Linked DNA regions of Mus musculus: all the other regions are linked to region 1. The links are chromatin contacts, called in public HiChIP or PLAC-seq and promoter capture Hi-C maps. All regions are on one chromosome and are shown on one strand. The core of a region is the stretch at or near the end of the contact, and the rest is flanking DNA. Distances in the headings are between cores, read along the strand shown.

The links. Promoter capture Hi-C pulls out the DNA fragments that hold promoters and counts their contacts. HiChIP or PLAC-seq counts read pairs in DNA pulled down with a chosen protein or histone mark.
Region 2: an H3K27ac HiChIP or PLAC-seq map of embryonic stem cells shows a contact between it and region 1, with 2.3 times the contacts expected there. The contact joins the enhancer-like site here to the promoter of Dcun1d3 in region 1. A contact is called at or near these places in 6 of 39 promoter capture datasets (the 3T3-L1 cell line, 3T3-L1-derived adipocytes, the C10 cell line and 3 more), 3 of 115 datasets of contacts at active chromatin or transcription factors (embryonic stem cells, extraembryonic endoderm stem cells and large pre-B cells) and 1 of 9 other capture datasets (adipose tissue).
Region 3: a contact with region 1 is called in a promoter capture Hi-C map of embryonic stem cells, with 2.9 times the contacts expected there. The contact joins the promoter of Abca16 here to the promoter of Dcun1d3 in region 1. A contact is called at or near these places in 2 of 39 promoter capture datasets (embryonic stem cells and maxillary cranial neural crest).

The regions. Positions count from the first base shown.
Region 1 is chr7:119,893,598-119,898,123 of GRCm38.p6, reverse strand. Dcun1d3 (DCN1, defective in cullin neddylation 1, domain containing 3 (S. cerevisiae)) reads left to right here and starts at 2,379. Exons shown (of 3, transcript NM_001163703.1): 1 at 2,379-2,566. Lyrm1 (LYR motif containing 1) reads right to left here and starts at 2,263. Exons shown (of 4, transcript NM_001285959.1): 1 at 2,234-2,263.
Region 2 is chr7:120,693,042-120,697,567 of GRCm38.p6, reverse strand. All of the region lies in intron 1 of Mosmo (modulator of smoothened), which reads right to left. It overlaps Gm51495 (a long non-coding RNA gene), which reads right to left. Exons shown (of 2, transcript XR_003946866.1): 2 at 2,974-3,280. Among named protein-coding and RNA genes, the nearest start is that of Gm51495, 3.4 kb to the right of the region's middle. Within about 2 kb of position 2,172, at least 9 of the 459 cell types and tissues checked have an H3K27ac peak or open chromatin away from gene starts, as enhancers often do. A contact at or near this core is called in embryonic stem cells, where this site is marked.
Region 3 is chr7:120,407,135-120,411,660 of GRCm38.p6, reverse strand. It overlaps Abca16 (ATP-binding cassette, sub-family A (ABC1), member 16), which reads right to left and starts at 2,014. Exons shown (of 27, transcript NM_001278943.1): 1 at 1,895-2,014. It overlaps Abca15 (ATP-binding cassette, sub-family A (ABC1), member 15), which reads right to left. Exons shown (of 31, transcript NM_177213.3): 31 at 3,974-4,253. The coding sequence ends at 4,140.

The sequences.
Region 1 (4,526 bases), core at 1,130-3,629:
CATAAGCCACAAACAAAGGATAAGCAACTCTGCAGTTTCAGCTGTGTAGGATTCTAGGAACCTCAGACTGGTGTTGCCAGACTGTCCGATTTTCCTAATGAAGCCAAAAATCTGGATTCTGATGTTCAATTTTTAAAAACTGGCAAGCATAGTCTAAGAAAGAAGAATTTAAATCATGCTGCGGGCTGAACACTATGCTTGCAGGCATTATCTGTCTTGCCAGCTTGCAACTTTTAATCTAGGCCAACCCTATCAATTCGAAGAACAGGACCTTTTCCAAGGCCACCCAGCAGATCCAAGAATGAAACCCAGCCCTTCAGATACCCTTTTCATTGAGATTCACTATGTGAGTGGCATCGGTAGCAGCAGGGACAAAACTCCTTTTGTAAGAATTCCAAGGCTGAGATGGGTGTGGTCGTGCACACCTTTTAATTCCAGCCCTCCAGACAGGGAGGCAGAGACAGGTGGATCTCTTGAGTTTGAGGCTAGCTCGGTCTATAACACATGAGAAAGAAAACATGCACAATCACACAACAAACCAAACAAGAATTCCAGGGCTGGTATCGTATAAGGTGTTCCTACGAAGATATGACAAAATAGATCCCAATGGGCTCATGTAAACCAACATTTATCAAGGAAATCAGGAGTGCACACACATTCTTGTACACCAAGTCCAAAAGCTTTGACAGCTGGGAGAGCAGGAAGAGATTTGAGGCCCTCAAAAGGTGACTCTCACTGATTGTGAGGGTGGATACTATTGTTTAACGATATTAAGGGGGACTCCTTATTTTTGAGGTGTTCTTATTGAGCTTCCTACTGGCTTGTACCCTTCTTGGTGGTCTCTAAATGTGAGATCTAAAGAATTTGGGGCTCTTTCTCATCTACTACCTATTCCAGGGTCTAGGAATAAACCCCACATTTATTATCTCCAACCATGACTTGTCTTCCAGCTTGTCCGTCTCATTTCTGGACATCTTCATGGGCTGTAAAATGACTCTGGACATACGTTCCAGAGAGCATAGGAGATTCCTTCCCAAACTGTTTTCTCTAGAGAAACATCTTTGGTTTCACATTCTCCCATACATTTCGTATCCAGTTCAGCATTCAGTCTGGAATGCTCAAGCTCCCAAATACATTATGAATCAATTCTCTTAATTTCCATGTTTCCACCACTGTCATCTCTCATGGCCTTAGCAACAGCCCTTTAACTACCTTCTTTTATCCAGCAGCAATTTTTTTAAATGTAAATTAAGGTTTGGTCATTCATTACACTTCAGGGAAGTAATACAAAGGCCAAAACCTTGCTATTTCTGCAACTCCAAGACTTCTTTCTCGTCTGCCTTTTGTTTAAAATGTTACCCACAAGGCAGTTCCTTCTCCCATTCTCTTTTCCTCTTAAACCTGGAAGAGGCCTTCTCACCACACCATTCAGCTTCTGGGGCAGCTGCTATTCTCTGCATTCATTTACTTATTAATGAAAAGTTCAGAAACAAGACTTCCTTCATTTTGTCATTTGCTCATCTTAGTAATGAAACTAGCCTTCATCATCACCTGAAGTCTGATTCCTACATCCGGGATCGTTTGGGTGGCCTTTCTCAAGGCCAGCACCTCTCCAGCCTCCTACAACTGCCCCGTCGCCTTCCATTTATAATCGAAAAGTCTGAAGGGTCCCAGGCAGGATCTCTCCCACGTGCCAGTTCCCTTAGGCAGGTCTCCCGAGGCCAGCAGCGATGACACCAGTCGCCCTCGCGAGGCTGGGGTCATACAGGCGCGTCTCCTAGCAACCCCACACCGGCATCTCATCCCTGGCCCTGGGAAGCCAACCCCTTTCCCCAGTCCCCCGCGACTGGAGCCGGCGTCTCCATCCTTACACTCACTCAGCGTCACTCCTGCTTTTCCCCACCCACAGGAGCCGGCTGGGAAGAGGCGGTGCCAGGAGCTCTGCCGAGCCTTGGCCACACCGGGCTGTATCCAGCAGGTCCAGTAGGCCAGGCCGGGCCAAACCACCGGGCGGACCGCTGTGTTAGCATGAGGCCCAGGTTAGAGGTCGTCTCAAACCTCCTGAAACTTCCAGATTTAGCCGACTCCCCGCCGCACTCAACAACTGAGCTAACCTCCCTCTCCTCCAGCCTTCCCTTTCACCCTTTCGTTATCCCCTTGCCCCATTTCTAGTCAGAAAATGGCCTGGCCCAGCTCCTAGCCCACCCTCCGCCGCTCCCCGCCTTGCCCTTACTTGGAGACGGCTTCGGACGTCCTCGCGTACGTCGTGACGTCACCCTCCTCGTTCCTGTCCCCGCCCCTCTCCCATTCTCTCCCTCCTCGAGCCAGCGGCCGGCGGGGTTACCGGAAGTGATGATGCAGGAGGCAATGGAGGGGGCGGGGCTTCGGGGCGGCCGCCGCCGGTGGGCTGCAGATGAGGAGGAGGCGGCGGCCGCGGTGGCAGAAAAGGCGGCGGCGGCGGGGGTAGGGAGCCTGGAAACGCAAGCGGGGATGGTAGGTAGTTTGGACCCGCCGGGCCGCCGTCGTTTCCAGAAAGGGTTTGACTGGAGGAACCTCTGGAGCAGCTGTGAGTTTGGAGGGGGGGAGTTGAGGAAAAGGGGGGAGCGTTGAGAGATGAAGGGGCGGGGGTTCGGTTCCTTCGAGAAAGGGGGTGGTGGTGGAAAGGGAGGAGTGCATATCAGCGCCTTGTCTGGACTGGTCCCTCTGGAAGAAGAGGCTGTGAGGGGAGCCTGTGGCTTGTCAAGCGCAAGGCTCCGAAAACTTACCTACTGTCCCTGCCTGTCCATCGCCAGCACCCCTCAATCCCGGGCCTGGGGACCTGGGGCTGTAGATCCCCGGGGAGGGTCTGCAGACTCTGAGCTGAAAGTCCAGGGTAAGAGCCGTGAGGTAGGAGCCCAAGGGGGAGGTGGTGGGTGAATCTGCAGCTCCCTCCCTGATTTTTCTCCCCACCCCCATCCTTTTCTGTAATCGTTAACAGCTCTGGAATTAAGGGGCTCAGACCTGAAGGCCTTTCAGTGCACCTTTGCTATAAACGATAACCATCTGTGCCTGAGGTAATGGGGCTGGAGGGTTTGCCTATATCCTGTTTAGGAAGTGGGACGGGATGACAAATGTATTGTTTTTTCCATCCCCATCTCTTATCTCCCCTCATACACACCTCTGTTTCATACTTTAATTCTCTGTGGTTAAGTGGCAGTCGTGGACACCCTCTCCCCTTTGTGGCACTTAGTACCTCAGCTACCTCTTTTGAATTTGGTGTTCAGCCTCTATCCCAGCTCCTAACTGCAAGCTTTGTAGTACTTCAGTTATGGTCTGTGTCACATTGGGGAGTACCTCACAACGCCGCCTGGCTCCCGATTATAATGAACATTTTCTTTTATGAATACTAGAATTCCAGAGCTCTTCCAAGGCATCATAAGTGGCTTCATAGCCCAGGAATCAAGGTCTCTCGCTCTAAATACTTTATATGTGAGGAATTTACATGTTGTCAACTCTTTCCAAAAATGATTTGATGTTAGGCTAATTCTGGATTTCTGTGTTTCTCTCCACCCACACTTCATGATGCACTTCAGAGAACAGAAAACCCTATATTACTGTTTTTGTTTCTACAGTTGGACAATAGCTCTTTTATGCCTGTCTCGATTTGTATGTCTTACAATCAGCTTGATTTTTTTATCTTATTTAGCCGATGCCTTGTGTATAGGTGGTCGTAGAAGAGACAGTGTGATATGTGCTTATGCTTTTAGCAAAACACAGTGCATAATGGGTATAGAAATGTCTGAAAAAAAAGAAAGACTGATTGGAAAGAACTCTCTCATATTGTTTAAAAAACAAACAAACAAACAAACACCCCATCATGAGTAAGTAGTGCCTCTTCTAGGCTGTCAGAGATTCCAGAGTGAAGTGTTAATGAATCTTGTTTTGGTGTTGATACATTTTAAAAGAAGAAATTCTCTGTTAATTATGGAACTGTCTTTTAAGAAACTTTATGCGTTAAGAAAGAGTGCGAGATTTTAGGGGTCCTTTGACTAGAAAGTGCAAACGTGTTGCTCTTTAACTGAATTTGTTGTGCAGTATCACTAGGCTTATCATAGCAGATGTTCTGATGGTGGGAAGAGAGTCCCATCGCATTTATCAGGGCCCGATAAAACAGAAGACTTGACGCCTTGATTGTACAAGTAATGATGTTTATTACAGAAATATAGCAGAAGAGTTACTGCTAGCTGTCTCACTTTAATTCATTTGGAACCTAGTTTGTCATTCAATGACAAGTCCAAAATTCATTCAAACTGCTATTAAAGTGCTAGCCAGTGTTTCAGACAGTGAGTGTACAAAGGTGAACACAAGCAAAAAGGGTCCTCTCTCAAGGAGTTTATCAGAGTGGGAGGTGAGGACAGAAATGATAAATCAGCAAATCTGATTTTGATTGTCAGCAAATCTGATCTTGATTGAATGCTGGAGAAAAATGAGTGATAGGCTAGAGTGTGTGCCTGGAACGCAATGGAGGGAGACCTTCCTGCTTAAAC
Region 2 (4,526 bases), core at 923-3,422, 800 kb before region 1:
ACTTTATGAAGATTAAACTAATCCTCTCTTTTGTGATTATCTGTCACCTCAAAATAAGAGCTTAAAAAAAAGAAGTACCCTTCCTAGAAAAGTCACATTATACTGGAAATATTTAATGGTAAAACAAAAAAGTATCGACATATAATTTAACTAGAAAAAAACACATGGGATTAGTTAATGTTCAAATATTCTAAGCAAATTCTGAAGTGGAAAAATAATGATCTATCTGTGTGGATAAGTTTTATTCAGACACGTACATGTTTAAAGTTTTATTCAGACACATACATGTTTAAATTGACTTGAAATGGAGATTTTTTTTTTACTTTTTTTTTACTCTTTTTTTAAATTAGGTATTTTCTTCATTTACATTTCAAATGCTATCCCAAAAGTCCCCCATACCCTCCCCCTCCACTCCCCTACCCACCCACTCCCACTTCTTGGCCCTGGCATCCCCTGTACTGAGGCATATAAAGTTTGCAAGACCAAGGGGCCTCTCTTCTGCTACATATGCAGCTAGAGTGAAATGGAGATTTTAAATAAGTCTTTTATTTATTCTTTGACAATTTCATGTAACAAGTATAGAATGTGTTTTAGTGAGGGTTTCCATTGCTGTGAAGAGACACCATGAACACAGCAACTCTTATAAAGGAAAGCAGCCCCCAGTTAATGGGGCTGGCTTACAGTTCAGAGGTTCAGTCCACTGTCATCATAACAGGAGCCATGGTGGTGTGTGAGTGGACATGGTGCTGAGTGTGTGTGGTGGTGGTGTGTGAGTGGACATGGTGCTGAGAGTTCTACATCCAGATCTGCAGGCAGCAGGAAGAGAAGGAGAGACACTGGGCCTGGCTTGAGCATTTGGAATCTCAAAGCCACTTCCAGTGGCACACTTCCTCCAATAAGGCCACACTTAACTCCAACAAGGCCACATCTCCTAATAGTGCTCTTCTCTATGGGCCTATGGGGGCCATTTTTATTCAAAGTATCTTAATCATAGCCGTCCCATCTCTGCATTCCCACTGTCTTTCCCACTTTCATGACCGCCCCACCACCCTCCTCCCCTCCCTGTGTTTTTGTGATGCAATGAGTCCCACCTGGTACACTGCTTGCTGGGATGCTGACTGATCTCTTGGCTTGGTTGTGTAAGGTGACCACAGCTGCAGTCAGTTCATAATGCAATGGCTACATCAGTCCCAAAAGACAAGGAAAATAGTTTTGATTTTCAAATACTTCTTCATATTTGAATTTTCTCTGCAGTGATGTATGACAGGTTGTAAATATCTACTTACGGGAAGGTCTGCAAGATTAAACCCAAGAAAATACTAGCTTGGGGCATTCTTATCAATGATGAATCAGGACAGTTAGTATAGATCCCATCTGGAGTCTGAAATAACATGTGATGGCCCTTGTATAGATCTTCTTCAAATTTAATGAACTTGGAAAGCATTTTGCCAGGAAATTTTCAGAATTTGGGGGTAGGAGAGAGAGGCATGGTCTGATGGCAAGAGGGAACTGAGGCAAGAGTCTTCCTACACCATCACTGGTTTTTGTGATGCTATTTAGCAATTTGCTAATTAAACTCCCAACCCCTCCACTGGAGCCTTATCTGCAAAATACAGTGAGGTGCAGGCGGCACAGAACTTGAGAGAATCTGATCAATGAAAGGGGGTGGGGGTGGGGGTGGGGGTGGGGAGTACCAGAGATCAAACACCTGCCTAGAAGCCTTTACAAATGCAACAGCACTTTCCCTTTCAAGCAGACTTCAGTGTCTAGAGCTCTAGTTCAATTGATGGCTAAATCATATGCTGATGTTTAAAACAAAAAAGTCAATAGAAAGCTAAAAGTTTAAAACACAAGAATTCTAAACAAAGGTAAAGTGGGTTTCCTTAAACCACAGACCTTAATGTATAGGACACTAAAGCAAGCTGATAGTATGCAGTTTTATATAAGGGATTTCTCACCACCAGACAGATGACAAGGCCAGAAGACTAAATAGCAACTCGACTGAGGAGGAACTGCAGGAACCCTGCTTCATTTTATTAATCATACTTGGATCTAACAGCTCAGAGAAAGAACGCTTTCAAAATCGGAGGTATTTAAAATGTCAAGACTGTGCATTCAGCAATCTGCCTTTGTGACTCTTAAAGCACGAACACACAGAAGGGCAAGAGAAGGAGTGCTCTGGTGACACGTGCTCCCTCAGGGTCACGAGGTGGGGGGCTAAGTGGAGGGTAAGACAGAGCATGAGCTGTGTGATCTACAGCCCTGTAAAATGCAAAATTAAAAGAAATACAACTAAGTAAATTGCATGTAACAATTCCAAAAAGACTGAGTATGCTAAGAGGGCAATTAAAGAAGGAAGCAGTTATTTCAGAAAAAAGCTTAAAACAGTCTTAGGATTTTTAGAGTCCTTAATTATGTGCTTCTGATGTTAAACAACAAAACTTTTCTCAATCCCATAGCTCTGCAGCTTATCTACGATAGGGACTGCAATGGTTTCAACACATATATTAGAACTTCTGCTATATACAACCAAATAATCAAAAGAAAGGCACACTTATATGTATTGCATAAAGTTGGCTATATACAGTATATACATTCCACATCTTTAGATTCGATCAACCTCATACTGAAAATATCCAAGGGGGAGACAAAATTGTACCTATACTGAAGATACTAAAGATTTATACTTTTCCATGCCACAATCCCTAAAGCAATACAATGCACAACTATTTATACAGCATTTCAACTGTGTTAAGCATTATAAATAATTGAGTTGAAAAGGCAAACAGAAGCGTGGCCTGGTTTATAAGCAAACAGTGTGCAGTTTTATATAAGGGACTGAGCATCGTGGCTGTGGATCACGAACCCAGTCATCCACAGACACTCAAGAATGAAGGCCTCCACACACTTCTGTGTAAATGTTCAGTATGACAATTCCATTCTGAAAACCTGAAAGCAAGAAGGGAAAATCTGAATAGTTTAATTGAAAGTAATATGTTATTTGATTACCACCTATGTATACTTTGTTTTCTGGAGGAGAAACCATCCATTTCTTTTTTTTTTTTTTAAGATTTTTTTATTTATTCATTATATGTAAGTACACTGTAGCTGTCTTCAGACACTCCAGAAGAGGGCGTCAGATCTCATTACAGATGGTTGTGAGCCACCATGTGGTTGCTGGGATTTGAACTCCGGACCTTCGGAAGAGCAGTCGGGTGCTCTTACCCACTGAGCCATCTCTCCAGCCCCATCCATTTCTTAAATTGGATGATGGTAAGACCTAGGAAAGTAACAACCCATTGTGAATCTAGAAACATGCAGATGTGCTTTCAAAAGGAAAACCGTAGTCAGATGTTCTCCCCAAAGGTAACACCCACAATAAAGACCCTGGAGATGATCTGTGGCTTAGCCTGGCAAGCATCTTCAAAGGAACAGAAACATTTTCATACTGAGGCAAAGTTGCTGAAGGCAAGGACTAGGGCAAGAAACCAATTAGAGATTCAGTCTCCCTGAGATTGCACAAGTGGAGTAGGTGTTTAGCAGTTTTCTTTCTCACTTCTCAAATGGGATCTCAAGTATTTTGGTTCAGAAAGAAACCTCATTTTGTCCTCAACTCTACCTTAGAATGCTAACACTAAAAAGGCTGCCCAGGCTGCGGAGATGCCTCAGTAGCTAAAGCACTTTCTGTGCAGGTGTGAGGGCTGCAGCTCAAATTCTAAGAACACATGTAAATGCCATGTGGCCATAGTGGCCAACCTGTAATCCCAGCATTCAGAGGTGAGGAAGACGGGACCCCAGGAGCAAGATGGCTAGAGAGAGTAACTACATAGGAGCTCTCTGGGGTCAGCTCAAACTCTGCCTCGATGAATAGGGTGGACAGTGATTGAGGAAGGCTTCCAACTTCAACATGTATACAGACCTTCATCATACTTGCACACACACACACACACACACACACACACACACACAAGTACACAAACCACATACGCCTACACACAAAGAAAATGAAGAGCACTCACAAACCACTCAAAGTTGGAAAGGGATAAGAGCTGTCACTACACTGAGTGCTTCCTGAGAGCCTCAACAGGAAATGTTTCACATGGGCTCATCTACCTCTCCAAATAACTGAACAAGGGACCTAATAGCAAGTTAGTTAACTCCTTAGGTGTTTGCTAGAAAGGACTGGCTAGGAAATGTACCACGTCTGCTTCCACAGCTCTGCTTAGAGGTTATTGTTTCGAACTATCTGGGCAGAACAGTTTTATTTTTCTTGAATATTTATCCAGAGTCAAAACTAAGATATTTCATCAACACAGACAACCACAAATAAGTGGGACATTTCCCATAAAGAACTATTTTAGACAGAAAATTCTAAAGTAATGTACTTAAAATTTCAACCTAGTAACAGAATTATAAAACTACTCTATAGTTTTAGTTCTAATAAAAAGCACATTTTTAAATTAATCTAGTTGCCAACTCTTTACTTCCTTTTAAAATTGTGTTGAAATCTTGAGCTTAGACCCTCA
Region 3 (4,526 bases), core at 765-3,264, 510 kb before region 1:
GGGGATCTGGTTGGTTGATATTGTTGATCTTCCTATGGGGTTGCAAACCCGTTCAACTCCTTCAGTCCTTTCTCTAACTCCTCCACTGGGGACCCCAAACTCAGTCCAATGGTTGGCTGCAAACATCCACCTCTTATTTGTAAGGCACTGGCAGGGCCTCTCAGGAGACAGCCATATCAGGCTCCTTTAAGCATGCACTTCTTGGCATCCACAATAGTGTCTGGGTTTGGTAACTGTATATGGGATGGATCCCCAGGTGGGACAGTCTCTGGATGGCCTTTCCTTCAGTCTCTGCTCTACACGTTATCTCCATACTTGCTCCCGTGAGTATTTTGTTCTCCTACTAAGAAGGACCAAAGCATCCACACTTTGGTCTTCCTTCTTCTTGAGCTTCATGTGGTCTGTGAATTGTATCCTGATTATTTGGAGCTTTTGGTTAATTACATTTAAAGTTTTAATTATTAATTTTGAGAGAGCAAAAAAAAGCAAAACTTGCCTGTAACATGTAAACCTCTAGCTTGTACACGCTGTCCCCTGTCAGCCAGCATGCTTCCCTTTCCCCAGACATTGAAAACTATTCTTAAAGTTGGTTGATCTTGTAAAACTTGCTGTTCTTGCAAAGGCAGAATACATATAATGTGGTTTTTTTTTCTCTCTCTCTCTTTATAAGCCCTGGGCTGAGATAGCTAAATGCCGCATCATGGGAGTGCTCTTAGATGCGGCCCTGATATCAGTATTTAAATAAAAAGCTTCTGATTAGTTAAAATTTTAATAATATACTGGTGAGACGCCGAACAACTCCAGACCCATAACACTAAGAATATAATCATATCACTTGCAACAACATAGACTGAACTAAATTATCATGTTAAGTGAAACAAGCCAGGCACAGAAAGACTATGTGTACTCTTGTATGTAGGATATAAGAAGAAATTATTTCATGGACACAGAGATGGTTCCCAGAGGGAGAAGACAGGTGTGGGATTTGGGGTGGTTAAGGAATATTGATTAGTGGGTACTGAGCTATAGTCAAGTAGAAGTATGAAGTACTGGTTCTAAACAGAGATAACTACAATACACCTCAACCTACAATATATTCAAAGACTTACAGAAAAAGAATAAAGTAGACAAGCATATTTAAGAAATCTAATAAAAATACTGGTTTTTCATATTTAATTTTCTCAAGTAATGGCACCTACTTATCTAAGACATACAATAAAATTGACAAAGGTTGACCAAAGTTTTCTGAAAAGTACAGAAAAAAGAAAAATGAGTGACATCAGTTCTGGGTAAGTTCTTTAACTGTCAGCATTCAATCAAGACCCAGAATTAGATTTCATGGGGCACAGAATAGACCATGACGAGAATTCAGGAGCAAAGAGTCCCACATACGTGCCAGGATAGTTAAAAGTTTTCTTGCTTTTGTGGAAAATGTCAAGGAGCAACTTTCTTTTCCTAGAAAGCACGGAATTATGGAGGAATTAGTAGCTTTTGCTTTTCTAACAGAAGGTGTTCCTTTTTTCTTTTCAAAAGCTGACCCAGCTAAGCCATGGGTCATTAAATTAAATGTCTTAAGGTTGTGCGACATTGTACTCTGTGCAGTCCTCCTATCCATTCAGTTCTCCAACACACACGGGGAATGGTAAGGAGGTGAGCAATGTGCCCTCTAGCCTATTACCTTTAACCTCCTGTAACCTTACACCGATAGCTGGGCTCTGACATCACCCCAACAACTTAAATGGGAAATGACAGGAGTTACCATGGTCAAACTGCTCTTCCAAAACTTGAGCTGTTCCTCAGTAAGCTACAGCCCAGACCTCAAATGTACTTCAAACCTCTCACAGTGTGAGTTGTCAACTTGGGAGTTTAGGAAGCCTTAAACTCTGACACTCACCACTCAGAGCTAGCAACCGCCTCCACAGCCCCTGTTTCCTCCAATGAATCGCTGCTGGGCTCCAGTCTTTCCTGAGCAGCACTTCCGCTCAACACCCTCAACACCCGGATCAACCGCTCTGCTCTGCGCAGTCTCCCTGGGCAGGAGCCAGGCCAACCGGAAGTTCGGAGGCGGGGCAGAGGCCCAGTAGCGGAAGGCAGTGCTTGGGATGTGTGGGAGGACCCAAGAGCCTTATTCATCCTATAGTAATGTAGCAATTTAAGGTTTTTCAGGGGGTTTTTTGTTCTTAAACTATTTTATTTTAAATTTATCTACCTTAATTTTACGTGCATTGGTGTTTTGCCTGCATGTATGTCTATGTGAGAGTGTCAGCTCTTGGAGTTACCTACAGTTGTTGCGAGCTGCCATGTGGATGCTGGGATTTGAAACCGGGTCTCTTTTTTTTTTTTTTTGTTTTTCGAGACAGGGTTTCTCTGTATAGCCCTGGCTGTCCTGGAACTCACTTTGTAGACCAGGCTGTCCTGGAACTGCCCTTAACTTCTGAGCCACCTTCCAGGCCCAAGTTTTCCTTAATATAGATGAAGACTTGTCAGTGTCTGGTTTTCAAATATCTAAATTTTGGTTTTTTTCTGATTTTTCTCCTTTGTCAATTCTTGGTTTTGTTGTTTTGCTATTTTATGCTTCTCCTACTTTTCTACTTGTGTTAGGCGTGCAGTTTGATTCTTGATTTAAAAGTATTTTGTTGCTGTTTTAGAAGACTTCATTTATAGCTACACATTTTTCTCAGCTCTGCTTTGCTTTTGAAAGTTTGGTATGTTTTGATCTTATTTCATTTTCTGAAGACATTTTGTAATTTGTTTTCTTGTTTTGACTCATAATTAATAGTATTTTACTTTCAAATACTTGCGAAATTTCCACTATTTGATCTGTTGTTGATTTCTAGTTTTAGTAAATAAGTTATCCAATAAGTTTTATTAGATAAGGCACTCCGTAAGATTTCAGTATTGTTAAGTAGAGGCTTAAAGTTTTAGAGGCTTTTCTTTTTAGAGCTGGGAATCAAAACCAGGTGCTTGCTGTTCAAGTGCTCTGCCATAGAACCAAGTCACCAACCTACTTGAGAAGGATATATCTTCTATTATTATTTGTTTCAGTGTTCATCATAGGTATGTCTAAGTTCCTATTGGAGTACTGTGCTGTTCATGATGGCAATCAAGAAGGTGTTTTTATTGTTCAGTTTATACCCTATGTATATATGTTGTAAGACCAAAACAGAACCATAGCTTTCCCCCACGCAGTAAACAGGAAAGCAATGGATATAATAGCTTTAGTAATCAAAAGCAATGAATATTTCCTCAGGAATCAATCATACCTTTCTGTTGACTCCCATTAAGGTACACATACCTAGGTAGCCAAAGGAAAAGCTACAGAGTATGTTCATAGCCCTAGAGCTTGATAAAAATAAAATCCTTCTTTATATAAAAAGAACAGTGTCTTCTGTATACAATTAAAACCATTTTAATTACATTTTATTTATTTGGGGTAGGGACATGTCACATGAAGGTGGAGGTCAGAGAGGTCTTATTCTTTATTACAGGGGAAGCAAGAATAGAAACAAAAACATGTTATTTTTAAAATATCCCACTGATCCCATCCATGCACTTCATTGTCTTTCTTTAGTCACTGAAGTAAAAGACCATTATTTTGAATTTTGGAAACAATAATTTCAAACTTTAACATTAATTTAACTTAGACATAGCAGGGAATAAGTTGATGTGTGTTTATGCACATATATTTGTGTGAATGTTTGTGGCAAATTTGACTTGTTTGGGGTTTGTGCTCTTATTTACAGCTGCTAAAACTAATGCATTTCTACTTGCCAAATCTGATGACACCATCACTGTTAGATGTTTATACTCAAGTACTTAGACCATCTAAGAATGGGTCCTTACAAAAAAGAATGCTGCTCTTTCATTTTTCTAGGAAAGAAAAACAGCTCTAAGAAATGTTTCTAGATTTAGTCATATCGGAAACAACATTCAGCTATATCTTCAGTGAAAGGACACATTTTTTTTTTCTCTCAGGGAAGTATTTATTACACAAATATATTTACATGAAGATTCACAAGCACAGGATGACCTTCCCATGGACCCAGATGTAGGAAAAAAAGAAAGAAAGAAAGAAAAAGAAAAACGAAAAGTCAATATTACTATTTGTAACGGAATCTCAAGGAACCTCTGTCTCATAATCACTTCCTGTCTTGGTCGGCAAAAGACAAGAAGACTTGGTCCAGGGTGATCTGACTGATGGAATAGTCTTCTAAATTGTATTGTTCCTTTGCTTTCTCCAAAATGCCAAACACCTTAAACAACAACAAAACATGCAGTTGCTATTGAAGCCTCCCTCTAGCTCCCAGAGGAGCCTCTCCCCTCACCCCCAATTTCTGTCAGGTACGTTAAATTAGACAAGACCAGAAGGGCAAAATCAGAAAGCAGAAGAAACAGGCGATTGAGAAGCGGAGGAGGTAGTTCTTTGTCTCCTTTTTTTTTTTTTTTTTTTTTTTTTTTTGATGGACCTGGACTGATAATGGAATTTGAGGGTAGTCATCAAAGACATTTACACACTAAGGCATTTC